Regions from separate parts of the Mus musculus genome. Here region 1 is linked to region 2. The links are chromatin contacts, called in public Hi-C maps. All regions are on one chromosome and are shown on one strand. The core of a region is the stretch at or near the end of the contact, and the rest is flanking DNA. Distances in the headings are between cores, read along the strand shown. Region 1 holds the start of Cdkn2a (cyclin dependent kinase inhibitor 2A). Region 2 overlaps Mtap (methylthioadenosine phosphorylase).

Region 1 (6,674 bases), core at 1,400-3,899, 120 kb before region 2:
TGACATATAGAAGTAGGTAGAGGATGTCAGACACCCTGCAAACATCCAAGTAGGATACATCTAACAACCAACTCCCTAGCCAAATCTGACATAGATGCCCTATGAAAATTAGTGTAAAGTCACTGCTTTTATAGCTACATCTGCATAGATCCCCTGTATGAAAGCATGTACTACCTGGATAATAATATCTGTATTTTTCTGTAGTAGGAAATCAGTGTAGTTTTTAAAACCAAAAAGTATTGTTATTAATCTATCTTTGATCTCAAACAATTTCAATGACCTAGTATAGTGATTTCTACGGAAAGCCCTGCAATTTACTCAAAGCAGTTTTTAAATATTGTTTTAAAAGTGTGTGTGTGTGTGTGTGTGTGTGTGTGTGTGTGTGTGGTGTTAAAGTCATTTTCAAACCCCTCACAATGTCTTGAATGTGACATTTGAGTCATTTATGGTAACTTATAACTCCTTTGAAGAAGTTATTCAGAATTGAGGTTCCAGACACACAAATGCACAATACACCATTTTTCCTTCCAGTTAACAATCAGAGGGCAACACTTATTTTTAAAGGAAAATCGACTCCATAAGGGACTTTATAAAGGGGTAGACATAAACCAGTATCAGGGATAAACTCTCCGTTCCCCTGTTTAACCTAATTTTCCCAGGGCCATCCTGGAATACGAATTTTCTCTTGAAATACAGTCAAAGAAAAAGTGGTAGGCTACAGAGCAGAGGAAACACTGGACACAGCGACCCACCCCAGAGTCACTTCCCTTAATCTAATGACTAGGTTTTTTCTGAAAGTTATTTTGTTAGAACACAGGAACTTTTGCGACCACAGTGATGCTTTTAGAGGGTTGAATCCTCAAAAAGAAAATTAATCGCAACTAGTAGAAGGGAGATTACTTATTGATTCTTATAACTTCTGCAGGAATACACAGTTATGAGTTAGGGCAAAGAGAAAATTGACTTTTAATATTCTCTATCACTAACATGAGAGAACATGTATGTGTTCCAAAATAATTTTTATTTATTGAAAACCCGCTATATACCTGGATTTTCACAGAATATTCATTACTCTCCAAAATGGCCTTTTCTAGGTGAATTTTATTTTCCTTACAGACCTCAAGAAGTTTACATAATTTACTTAAACCTGAGGAGAGAGAACAAAGCCTCAGAAAATTTACATAGTTTATTTAAACTAAACTCAGCTTGCTTGGTAGCAGCTTCTAATCCCAGCAGTTAAAGAGACAGAAGCAGGGCCAACCTGGGGTATAATATAAGGTGAGACTCTCCTTTCTTTCTCTCTGTCTCTGTCTGTCTCTGTCTCTGTGTGTGTGTGTGTGTGTGTGTGTGTGTGTGTGTGTCTCCTCTCTCTCTCTCTCTCTCTCTCTCTCTCTCTCTCTGTCTCTCTCTCCCTCCCCCTCCCTCCCTCTCCCCCTCCTCTCTCCCTCCCTCTCCCTCCCCCCCCCCCACACATTTGAATTCGTGGAGTTGGTAAATGAGGGGTCAGTTCTCTGTCTGTCTGTAGTTTTGTGTCCACAGGATATGACTGACATTCTCACCACACACATACAAAGTCAAAAATAGCTGTGGCCATATAAAGAATATGGGGAGAGAAAATTATTCAAAATCTGCAGAAAATAATGCCAGGCCTTTAATCCTGGCACCCAGGAGGCAGAAGGGAGACAGAGTTCTGAGTTTATGCTGAGTTCCAGGAGTGGAAGAAAGGGCCATTGCCTTTCTGGTGAGGACTGTCTTTTTAAATCCTCCCTTCTGTCCAGTACTGGTAACTCTGCCCAAAGCGTGTTCTTCTTCCTGCCTCACAAGATTGCAAAGACGTTTTTAACGAACAATTTAAACCGGTGCAACGTTTATGCGCAGCACACCAACTCATTTAAACAAACAACAGCCCCATAAAATAGAAATACTTTATAAGCAGATTGCCCTCCGATGACTTCACCCCGTCACTTTTTTATAGTTGTGTACAGAATCCTAGCACTGATACAGCAACATCAGAAATGTTTCTGCAAATCCTTCGCAAAGATTCGGATTTCATACTGGGCGTGGTACCCTCCAAAATGAGTTGTTTGAGCTAGGGTTGTTGGGATCTCAGCTTGGCGAAGTTGTAGCTCTTTCTTCTGAATAAAAGATGACACAATTTTCTGCTAAGATGTTAAATACCTTAAGTTTCAGTGTAGTGATGAAAATTACCCTCCTTCGTTTTTCTAATACCTGGGTGTTGCACTGGGGAGGAAGGAGAGATTTCGAGAAGGACTAGTTCACTTTCTCAGAAGACACGTGTGCACTTCTTTGCTGTGCGGGTCCAGAAGGAGCCCAGCGTGTCAAAGGGTGACCAGGCATGGGGGAGGGGTGTTAGCGTGGGTAGCAGGCGGGGGCTGTCCGATCCTTTAGCGCTGTTTCAACGCCCAGCTCTCCTCCTGAACCCTGCATCTCTTCTGTAGTCCGGGCTCCATCCCTTTCCCCTCCCCCATCCGGAGGTGGGGGGAACAGCAGTGTTTTCAGGGGTGTTCAATTCATGCTATATTCAGGGCAAATAGCGCCACCTATGGCGGGCTGTGGAGCCAGGTCAGGAGCAGAGTGTGGCTCCCCCCCCCCCCCACACCATCCTCAGAGGAAGGAAGGAGGGACCCACTGGTCACACGACTGGGCGATTGGGCGGGCACTGAATCTCCGCGAGGAAAGCGAACTCGAGGAGAGCCATCTGGAGCAGCATGGAGTCCGCTGCAGACAGACTGGCCAGGGCGGCGGCCCAGGGCCGTGTGCATGACGTGCGGGCACTGCTGGAAGCCGGGGTTTCGCCCAACGCCCCGAACTCTTTCGGTCGTACCCCGATTCAGGTAGGCAAGGAGTGTCCCATCTGCAGTCGGGTAACTTTTGTTCAGGAAGAGATAACATTTCAATTACCATTTGAAATGCATACCCCAGATATTTTTGTTTGTTTGTTTGTTTTTGTTGTTGCTGCTGCCCACCGGAGCCACCCATTAAACTAACTTGTTATAGTGAAACCATTTTGGCATCGAGTTTTCAGTGTCTTATTTTTGAGAAGTCTTGTTTCTCCCATCTACTGTCAGCTGATTAATTCTGGTCTTGCTTTTACCAGATTACTAAGTTTCAGCCTAAAAGGAGTCCTGGCCCTAGAAATGTCTGTAACTATCCTTTCTAACTCTAACAAAGAAAATTCCCGTGAAACAAATGTGCATTCCAGAGCCTGTGCATAATAAGCTGAAGAAAAAGAACATCGGTTTCAACTTGACTAAAAAGGCTGGAAGGTGCCTTCTGAAACTGCAACATAGACTATATTTTACACACTTTAAATCACAGAATAAAAATAAACAAACGAGTTTGGGACCTTGAGATCATTTGCAAGTCAAGCGTGGAAACCTCTTTGATTCTAGACAGGTTGGGTGGTTGTGCGAGATAAATGTGAACCTTTTAAAATAACGTGTCTATAGTTTGCAGTTTAACATTTGCAGTGTTACCAGTTGCTGAGAAGTTTGCCTTTGGAGTCCTAAAATATGTAAGAGAGGACCGTATTCATTGAATACAGAAAAGTTAAGAAAGTTGGGTAGATAGTTTTAACGGGGAAGGAGGAAGTTGGTTTGGTTTCAGAGCCATAACCCATTTGATGTTCAGGCAGAAATGCTGGGGGGGGGGGAGGAGAGGAGAGGAGAGGAGAGGAGAGGAGGAAGAGGAGGAGGAGGAGGAGGAGGAGAGAGGGGAGGGGAGGGGAGGGGAGATAAGCCTAGAAGAGAGAAGAGAAGAGAAGAGAAGAGAAGAGAAGAGAAGAGAAGAGAAGAGAAGAGAAGAGAAGAGAAGAGAAGAGAAGAGGAAAAATAAGCCAGGCTGGTTTTTTTGGGGGTGTTTGTTTGTTTGTTTTTTAATCCCAGAATCAAGAGACAGAGGCAAACTAATCTTTTCAGTTCTAGGTCAGCAGGGATGACATAGAGAAAACCCTGTATAGAAACACCTCCCCCCTAACAAAAGAAGAGTAGAAAGAAAATAACAAAACAAAAAAACCCAAGGTACTTTCTTAAAGGATTTAGTATTCATTTTATTTTTGCTATTTCAACTTTTCCATACCATAAAAGATGTGAGCATTTTTTTTCCTATCACAGGGTTTCCCCTTCTACCTTTATTATTTTTTTATTCTCCCCAACTCCCTCCCCAACCCTTCTACTTTCCCTCCCAGGTCCCTCCCTCCCTCCCCACTTGTGATTGCTTTCTTCAGATGTGAGCAATTTTTAAAACCAATTTTATGAGCAAGATGGAGGTCTTCAACACACAGTATTGTTACTTTCTCTTTTCTGTAGTTCCTTTACAGTTTTGCTGAAACCTAAGTTAGTTTTACTTTCTTCGGAGAATGATTCAGCAATACTAGTGCAATTATATTATCTTCATTATTTTATATGTGTATATATATATGAGAGAGAGAGAAATTCATCTTAGAAATCACACATAATTCTGAGTGCCTACGTCCACTGCCTTCCCTCTCTTCTCTGCCTCCATCAGCACTGAATAAGAGATGTCTGAAGTTATAAAACCATCTGTGGCCAACAAAACCGTGTTGGATGAGCTGATGACACTCCAGCCCCTCTACCACACACACACACACACACACACACACACACACACACACACACACACACACACACGGAACACATGGGAGGAGAAGGGAGGGAGGGAGGGATGATGGACTTTTGAGGAGTTGAGAGAGCACAGAACCGCAAAGTGATTAGATCTTCCTCTTAGAAGCCAGAAGTTCCTGAAGGTTTATCAAGGTCCACTCTTCAGGCTTGTTCTAGTGGCAAACTTCTTGGCTTTCCATGTGGATTGTTTTTTGTTTCTTTTTTTGTTTGTTTGGTTTTTTTGGCAATGTGTGCAAGACTGTTGTTGCTAATACGGTTCTTGAGAAGACTCCTGAGGCTAAAACTTTCAACAGGAGAGGAGGAGGAGATGGCAGCTGAAGCGGTGGGTAAACAGAAGCAGGGACCTGAGGAGAAGGAAGTGTGCCTGAGATTGTAGCACTAGGAGCAAGACTTGTTCCTGAGGCAAGTTGCCAGGGTGGTTGTTATTATTCATACAGGAGACACAGGTAGCAGGGCATCAATTACATTAGTGTAACATTGTCCTTAACTTCCTATAGTCTGAGTGCAGATTCCAAACCTATGCTCAAGTTTATTCCAGTATCAGCAAAAGTTTCTTTATTCTTAGCCCTAGATAAAATTAGTTCAAAAACCGTGGGTTCTCTGTACAAAGTGGTATTGGGGGTTTTCTTGTTTTCTCTAAGGCAAATTTTGCCTAGTTTATTGTCCAGTTAACTTTACAGAGCTTAAAATAAATTCTTTTATTGTACCGATTTATTTATTTAGTTGGGGGGGGGGCTGTGTGTGGAGGTCAGAGGACAACTTATGGGATGTAGTTCCGTCTTTTCACCATATGAATCTGGAAAATGGACAGTGTCAGACTTGACAGCAAAGCCTGTTTGTTACCTGCAGAGCCATCTTGCATACCCTAAAGAGCCTTTCAAAGTTACCATTGTAAGTAAAACAACTTGGGGAAAGTGTCATGTGACAGTTACTACAATATGACTTTTATTCATGTTTTGAAACTGCAAGCAGGTGATCTGACTTTAACACTCCCATTGGTATTGGGAGTTTGACTTCCAGCCTCAAGTCAAGCTTCCAGTTGAGCAGCAGAGCTTCCACTTACATAGTTGTCCTCTTTACTATTCTTTATTATTAGTTTATGACTTGTGTGTAGGTGTTTTACCTGAATGTATATCTTCAGCACATGTATTCGTGATGTCCACCCAAGGCCAAAAGGTGTGAGGTCCCCCAGAACTGGCTTCCCTTACTCATAACAAAATAGTTCTGTGTTTTTGTAATGACTATGGATTGCATTTCAGAATGCCTCTCTGGTAGACGGACGGAGGGAGCTAAGATGGTTGAGCTATGGTTGAGCTCTTCCTTCCCAGGCACAAAGCACGGTGCTGAGTCCACTCCAGTCCTCTATGGGAATGGCTTTGTTTATTATCATTGCTGCTGCTGTTGTTGTTGTTGAGAGAGGGTTTTTCTGTGTAACCTTGGAATCACAGTTACTTGGGAAGAGGATTGTGCTAGGAGGATTGACAGACCAAAGCTAGCCTTCACAATTTAAACTTGAGACTTGTTTTGTGTTCGTTCGTTCTTTTTCTTTCTTTCTTTCTTTCTCTCTTCTTCTTTTTCTTTTTTCTTTTTTTCTTTTTATTTTTTGAGACAGGGTTTCTCTGTGTAGCCCTGGCTGTCCTGGAACTCACTCTGTAGACTTATTACTGTTGTAACAAATGATAAGTTTTCCTTTTATGTAAAATAGTTTTTGTCATATAACACATCCTGATTACAGTTTCCCTCCTAGTCCTTCCCCTCCTCCCCTCTTTTAGTTTGGAAGGGGGTGGGGGTCTCATGCAGCTCACATTGGCTTCCAGGACAATATCTGTACCTGAAGGTGACTTTGAAATTCTAAACCTCCTGCCTCTACACCCTGGGTGTTGAGGATACAGGTATGCAGGGTTCCTGCAGTGTTGCAGTTTGAACCCAGAGTCTCTTTCATATGCTAGGTCTTATAGGTGGTTTTACATGACAAACTAGAGTAATTTGGAAAGAAGGTACCTTAATTAA
Region 2 (6,014 bases), core at 1,357-3,856:
CCTGTCTATTGCATCATAATCACTCACATTCACTTGGAAAAAGAGAAACAAGCAAAGTTTCGGGGCTTTCTAAATATGAACTTATGTGAGAAACCATTCCTAGAGCTGGGCGTGGTGGTGCACGCCTTTAATCCCAGCACTCAGGAGGCAGAGGCAGGTGGATTTCTGAGTTCAAGGCCAGCGGGCTACACAGAGAAACCCTGTCTCAAAAAAAACCAACCTCCCCAAAAAAACCTCAAAACAGAAACCATTCCTAGAAAAGTGGCAAGAGTTAACAAAGCACGTATCCACAAGTTGGAACAATTTACACCAAGTTATAGGAAGGGCTGAGTCAGTCTATGAGAATAGCTAATCAGAACATCATTTCTGCCAGTTTAACTTCTGCTTTCCAAAGCCCAGAGGACAGCCCCCTAGACATCACTTGTGGCCAGTTCATGTCTTATTTACAGGAAGCTATAGAAAGCAGCTAAAGGGGCTGTCAGGTGGAAAGGGGGAGAACTGTCCAGAATGCTTGCAGGGAGAGAAGGTAGGCTTGAGCATGCACACGGAACAAGATGTTGTGATGGAGACTCAGAGACAGAAGAGGGACAGGTGGCTCCAGCCAGGCTCACTGAGGGTGTGGCAGTGTTACAAACGAGTAAGTGCCAGAAGACAGTTACAAAATCTGAGCCATCTCACTGGGGCGGGAGAGCGGGAGCTGAGGGGACAGGCTCGAATCACCTGAGTTTGGGTCCACTTGCTAGTATGTAGCAGCATCTCTGTCCCTAGGTCTTCTCAAGCATCAATCAGAGGATGATCACGGAGTGCCTGCCATTAACTGACCATGGCACTCAGCTCCACAGCTCAGTTGTTACAACAGGAATGTGGTGAGACTGTGAAGAGCTCTAACGAAACTAGATTCCAGAGCAGACTCCAAGGACAAACTACTTCTTGGGGGTTGTTGACTTTGCTAGATACAAAAGGAAAACTCGGACACAAGTTATAGATGGAAGGGAGGGCAGAGGCATGCAGTGAGTGTATGCCCAGTAGTATCTGCTTCTTTATAACATTGAAGATGACTTTCTCAGCAGAGTGAGGACACACACAAGAAGCCAGAGAAACAGGATGGTCCTGTCCTGTCCACACTTGCCTCTCAGAGGGGTGGGACGGAGCAAAGGCCCCTGGGAAACTCTGCATCATGGGTCTCCGTGCCTTCCCTTCCTGTTTTAGACAGGGTGCTGTCATTATGTAATCTGGGTATCCAGAACTACCCTCAAACAATGGCCCTACTGTGCACTCCTCAGGGGTGAGGTCCCAGGTGCAAGTCATCTCGCTCAGGAGTCCGTTTCTAACCGTTAGACTCTAGTGGACACACTCAAGATGAAAGAAGACCTGTGTGGACACCAGAGCACACCCCTACAAGACCTCAGCCTTCAACGATGACATCACCGGGGAAGCCCAAGGTAGGGCTGTGTCTCTAGGAGGAGGAGGGTGAAATACATAGGCATCATCTATCATATCAGCCCATGTATTTAGTGCGGGACTTTCCTGATGAGTCAGAGCGAGAGCAAACCCAGGCCTCTCCTATTCTTCCTGCAAGAGGACAAGCTGGGAAAAAAAAAAAAAAAACAACCAACCAACCAAAAAGCTTGAGAAGGAACATATCAGAACCCAATACCCGCAGAACTCTTACATTAACAGGTAAGGATACTGAAGGGCAGGCATTGCTTGACCTGGTATTTTGAGTCACAGAAGTTACTCTGTCTCTATGAATTTTGTTTTAAGTTTAAAATAAAGACTCACACCCACAATTTCTACATATATCCTTCCTTCCTGTCCAATCAATGACTTCAGTGATGCAGCAGATATTGATGGCACAGGAAGAAAGGATACATGAAGACATTGCCGGAAGTCCCTGCCCCTGGGACCTCAGCCTCTCGAATGGGATGGCTGTATTACATTTCCTCTACCCAAACAACAGGATCTAAAATAGTATCTGTACTGGTGGGTTTTGTGTGTCAACTTGACCCAAGTTAGATTCATCAGTGCCTCAGTTGAGAAAATGCATCCATGAGGTCCAGCTGCAAAGCAATTTCTCAATTTTTCCCCTCACTAATCGTGGGGAAGGCCCAGTCCACGGTAGGTGGGCTGGTGGTGATCCTGGGTTCTAAAAGAAAGCAGGCTGAGCAAGCCATGAAGAGCAAGGAAGTAAGCAGCGCCCCTCCGTGACCCTGCATCAGCTTCTGCCTCCAAGTTCCAGCCCTGCTTGAATTCTTGTCCCAATCTCCTCCAAAGATGAATTATTATCTAAATGTGTAATCTAAATAAACCTTTTCCTCCACAACCTGCCTTTTGGTCATGGTGTTAAATGGAGGGACCAGGTGTGCCCAGAAATTCAGGAAGAGACAATAGAGTGTGTCAACATTGGGGAGAAGCCAGCAGAGTCCCCCAGGAGAAGGCCCCCTATGCAACACTCTACAACGAACCTTTAAGAAGTAAGTATAAGCTACAAAGCTGATAAGTAACAAGAGAAAGGCTAAGCAATCCAAACAACTATGCTTCTAAACTCGGCCAAGGCTCTTCTTAGAATCTGGCCTGTTTACACAAGGCCCGTGCCAAACCACAGCAGGGAGGAGGCATCTATCTCTCGTCTCTGACTTCATGAGGCACCTCATCATAGATCCTGTGCGGTTGAGAGGCCACTGCATAATCAAAGATATTTGTAAAAAGAACTGTTAGCATTTGGTGAGGAAGTAACTGTAGACCCCTTAGCAAGCAGCTGGGGGTCCATACACTTGCTGCTTTATCTATAAGTGGCAAAGTGACACTGAAGATCAGAAGATGCTGGGATCAAAGCATGTAAAAAATTCACCATCTAAAAGTCCAACTGGAGCCCTGAGAACAGCTAAGCTCTCTTTATCCACATAGCAAAGCCAGAGTCAGGAGGGAAGTTACATCGACTCCTCTGTGTCAGCTGCCCACCCCCACAGGTGGCAGGATGAAAGAGAAATGTCCCTACCCACAGGAATGTACAGTACATAGGACCGTGCTACCAGTTATAAGGAACTGGCAAGGCCTTTTCCTGTAAGCGGCCAGGCGTGACCTGTGAAGATGGTTTGCTACTCTCTTGCCGCAGAACATCCGACAAAATCATGCAAATCTAGAGTTTCAAACCTTCATTCAGTTTAAGAACATCTGAGAAATTGCCCAGGACAGCAAGGGTATGCATAGCCTCATAGCGGCAAAGCCACCAAGAGGCTGAAGGATGTCACTTTAAAGAAGCAATGTGTGCCATTCTGGAAAGAGTGCTAAATTTTTGCTGCACATGCTTTAAAATGCATAAAGTAATGCTGAACTTCCGGTTTCGATGTAGATTGTCTAGTTATTCAACATATCCAGGTGAACAAGGAACTTAAGACACACCGACGAACCTATAGAGCAGAGCTCATGGCTCGATTAACCCATACATGAGCTCCCTAGCCACACTGAGATGATCCTCATTGTGAAGGAACAGATCGTTCCAAAGCCCGAAGAGGAGGTTGTATAGAAGAAAGAGATATCCCAGAAAAAACTGAAGAAACAAAATCTCATGGCATGGGAATAAATTCAACATAAAATAAATGCAGATAAAAAAAAAAAAAAAAAAAAAAAAAAAAAAACCCAAACCAACACCCCCCCCCCCCCCCAAAAAAAAAAAAAAAAAAGGCAAGGTTGATTGAGCTCAGATCTGGAGGACCTCAGAGACCTGAGACCAGTAGGGTACAGCTGCTCCTTGTTCTAGAACAGGTAACCAGGACACCTAACTGAGGACCTTGGGCATAACATCTGGAGTTCTCCATGCTAGTGAGGAATCCAGATAGCCCCGAGTCTTCAGCCAATAATGTTGTCTTCCCTTCCTGGGTACTCCTTTTCCACAAAAGATAGAGAACCCCTGACTCAGCCCAAATAAAGTGTATTCACTTACATCTACCATCAAATAAATCAGCAAGAACAAGCAAGGTCCATCTCAGAGAGCTGCTTCACTAAGGATCATTGTGGGGAAGGCCTACAACTAAAAGACCCCTGAGGAAGGCTATCTCCCCTCCAGTCCTTCTGGTCCACTTGGCTCTCGCTCCTCATCGGACAGGTCCACTCATCCAGAGCTCTGTCTCCCCTCTCTGCTTGGCTCTCAAGAGACCCAGAGGAGAAAGGTAGAGTGCTGGCCCCCGTTCCTGACTCTCAGTGGAACCCAGAGAGGAGACAAAGAACTATAGAATTTGTCCCAGACTCTGCTGTTTCCCCTTCTGGTCTGGTGAAGGAAGACGCAGGCAGCAGACCCCAGTTCCAGACTTCATTCTGCCTTCCTCAAGCAGTGTGACAGTGGTGCCCGGGCAGGGCACAGTGCGACACATGAAGACATGTAGTATGGGAGACAGACCTCAAATTATAAATCTTGGATGCCCTATAAGGTCCTTCGAAAATAGAAATGCCTAACAAGATTCTCTTGGCCCAAGGAAATGTCCACTTCCTTATCCTTTCAAAGGGACTGTTAATGAGCACTAGGAAAAATGGTGGGTATGCTGAAGACGACCACTGGCCTGGTGGCACTGGCTGGATGTGACACTCCACAAGACAGGCTACCAATATTGTACACAAAGCCTCTGGTGTTCTTGATCGACTCCCTCAAAATTCCGAATCGAACAGAACACAGACGAGAAGCTGGGTGGGCTCAGAATCAGACGTTAAACACAAGACTACCAGCGCCAGGATGGCCACACAAGAAGGGGTCTGGCAAGCAAAATTACAACAGAAACCATGGGAGGTCATTAGTGGAAAAACATGACTCCATGCTGTAAGGAAGGCCAATATAATCAAATATCTTTGATGGCTTGGAGGGAACTGGATACAGTTAAATGCTTGGGCAAGTTAAAAAAAAAATAAAGAAAAGTTGCCACCAGGCCTTTAATCCCAGATGACCTTGAACTCAGAGATCTCCCTGTCTTAATCTTCTGGGGTTCATAGCCACTATGCCTCAAGATCTCCATGCCAAGATCCAGGTGAGAAACTAGTATCTCCCAGCCTCCAGATTAGGGTCACAGGCGAGCCTTCCAGCTCTGGATTGTAGTTCATTCCAGATATAGTCAAGTTGACAACTAGGAACAGCCACTACAATTCACCCCTTGTCAACTTGACACAAATAATATTTCATGTCCACATGAAACAATAACAAGGTCCTGTCCTGAGTAAGCCTAACATGATATAACTATTCCTGTACAGTAAATTCACAATGGGGCAATGTCCCTTGGGAACATCCTTTTAGTTTCTCAACTTACATACCAATTGATGTTAAAGAAATTGGAAGAAAGACAAATGTATTCTTAGCAAAATAGGACAGAAGCATTCATATTACTTTATAATCCTCGTTTCTGCAACTGGTTACGTGGCCTTAATTGGTATTTATAACTACCTTCCTCTACTACCCATTCTGTATTTCCTTCACCTTCAGCCAGCACCTCAGCAGGTCTTGGCTCTTTTCCTGGAGGATTGACCCATACCTTCATTCCTGATGGGTCTGCGTCCTTTGTCATCCTGCTTGGATTAGGCTGTTGTAGTTTCCCATTGACTTTAATCACAGGACATGGTAGTATTAAGAGACGCCCTAAGGGATCTCCTACACTCCAGACATAATCTTGCTTACCACCATTGTGAAGAGGTAATCCAATTTCCCCATGGTAATCTGGATCTATCACCCCTCCTAACACTGTTATTCCTTTCTTAGCCTGATGTGCTCATCTGCATTACATGGGGAAGTAAAAAAGTTTCTTTTTAAAAACAGTGTTGGATCTCTGAAGCATGAGATGAACTGTGTAAAGACTTATGGGTGGACGCAGGCAGAGTCTACTGTGGCCAGGGCTGGCAAAGCACTTCATGCCTGGGACGTCTTGCCTGCTCACTGCAGGATGCCTTGGTTTGATCATCATCCTCACACGCGGAAGCTCAGGGATGTTTACAGGCACTGGTTTGTCATACACACAGGAACACTGATGACAGAGTAT

Evidence for each region. Hi-C and Micro-C count contacts between places; a contact is called where the count stands out from the background.
Region 1: a contact with region 2 is called in a Hi-C map of the G1E-ER4 cell line, with 3 times the contacts expected there. The contact joins the promoter of Cdkn2a here to the enhancer-like site in region 2. A contact is called at or near these places in 7 of 39 promoter capture datasets (the C10 cell line, the HPC-7 cell line, embryonic stem cells and 4 more), 3 of 15 datasets of contacts at CTCF or cohesin (CD8 T cells, large pre-B cells and pro-B cells), 14 of 484 Hi-C or Micro-C datasets (the AML12 cell line, the C10 cell line, the G1E-ER4 cell line and 9 more), 13 of 115 datasets of contacts at active chromatin or transcription factors (CD8 T cells, bone marrow-derived macrophages, embryonic fibroblasts and 5 more) and 5 of 9 other capture datasets (adipose tissue, bone marrow-derived macrophages, liver and 2 more).

What each region holds. Positions count from the first base shown.
Region 1 is chr4:89,278,167-89,284,840 of GRCm38.p6, reverse strand. Cdkn2a (cyclin dependent kinase inhibitor 2A) reads left to right here and starts at 2,649. Exons shown (of 3, transcript NM_001040654.1): 1 at 2,649-2,855. The coding sequence starts at 2,730.
Region 2 is chr4:89,159,268-89,165,281 of GRCm38.p6, reverse strand. The region is part of intron 4 of Mtap (methylthioadenosine phosphorylase); the gene reads right to left. It also overlaps the pseudogene Gm12607. Among named protein-coding and RNA genes, the nearest start is that of Gm26490, 21 kb to the left of the region's middle. Within about 2 kb of position 2,606, at least 66 of the 459 cell types and tissues checked have an H3K27ac peak or open chromatin away from gene starts, as enhancers often do. A contact at or near this core is called in the G1E-ER4 cell line, centrocytes, colorectal tumor organoids and 3 more, where this site is marked.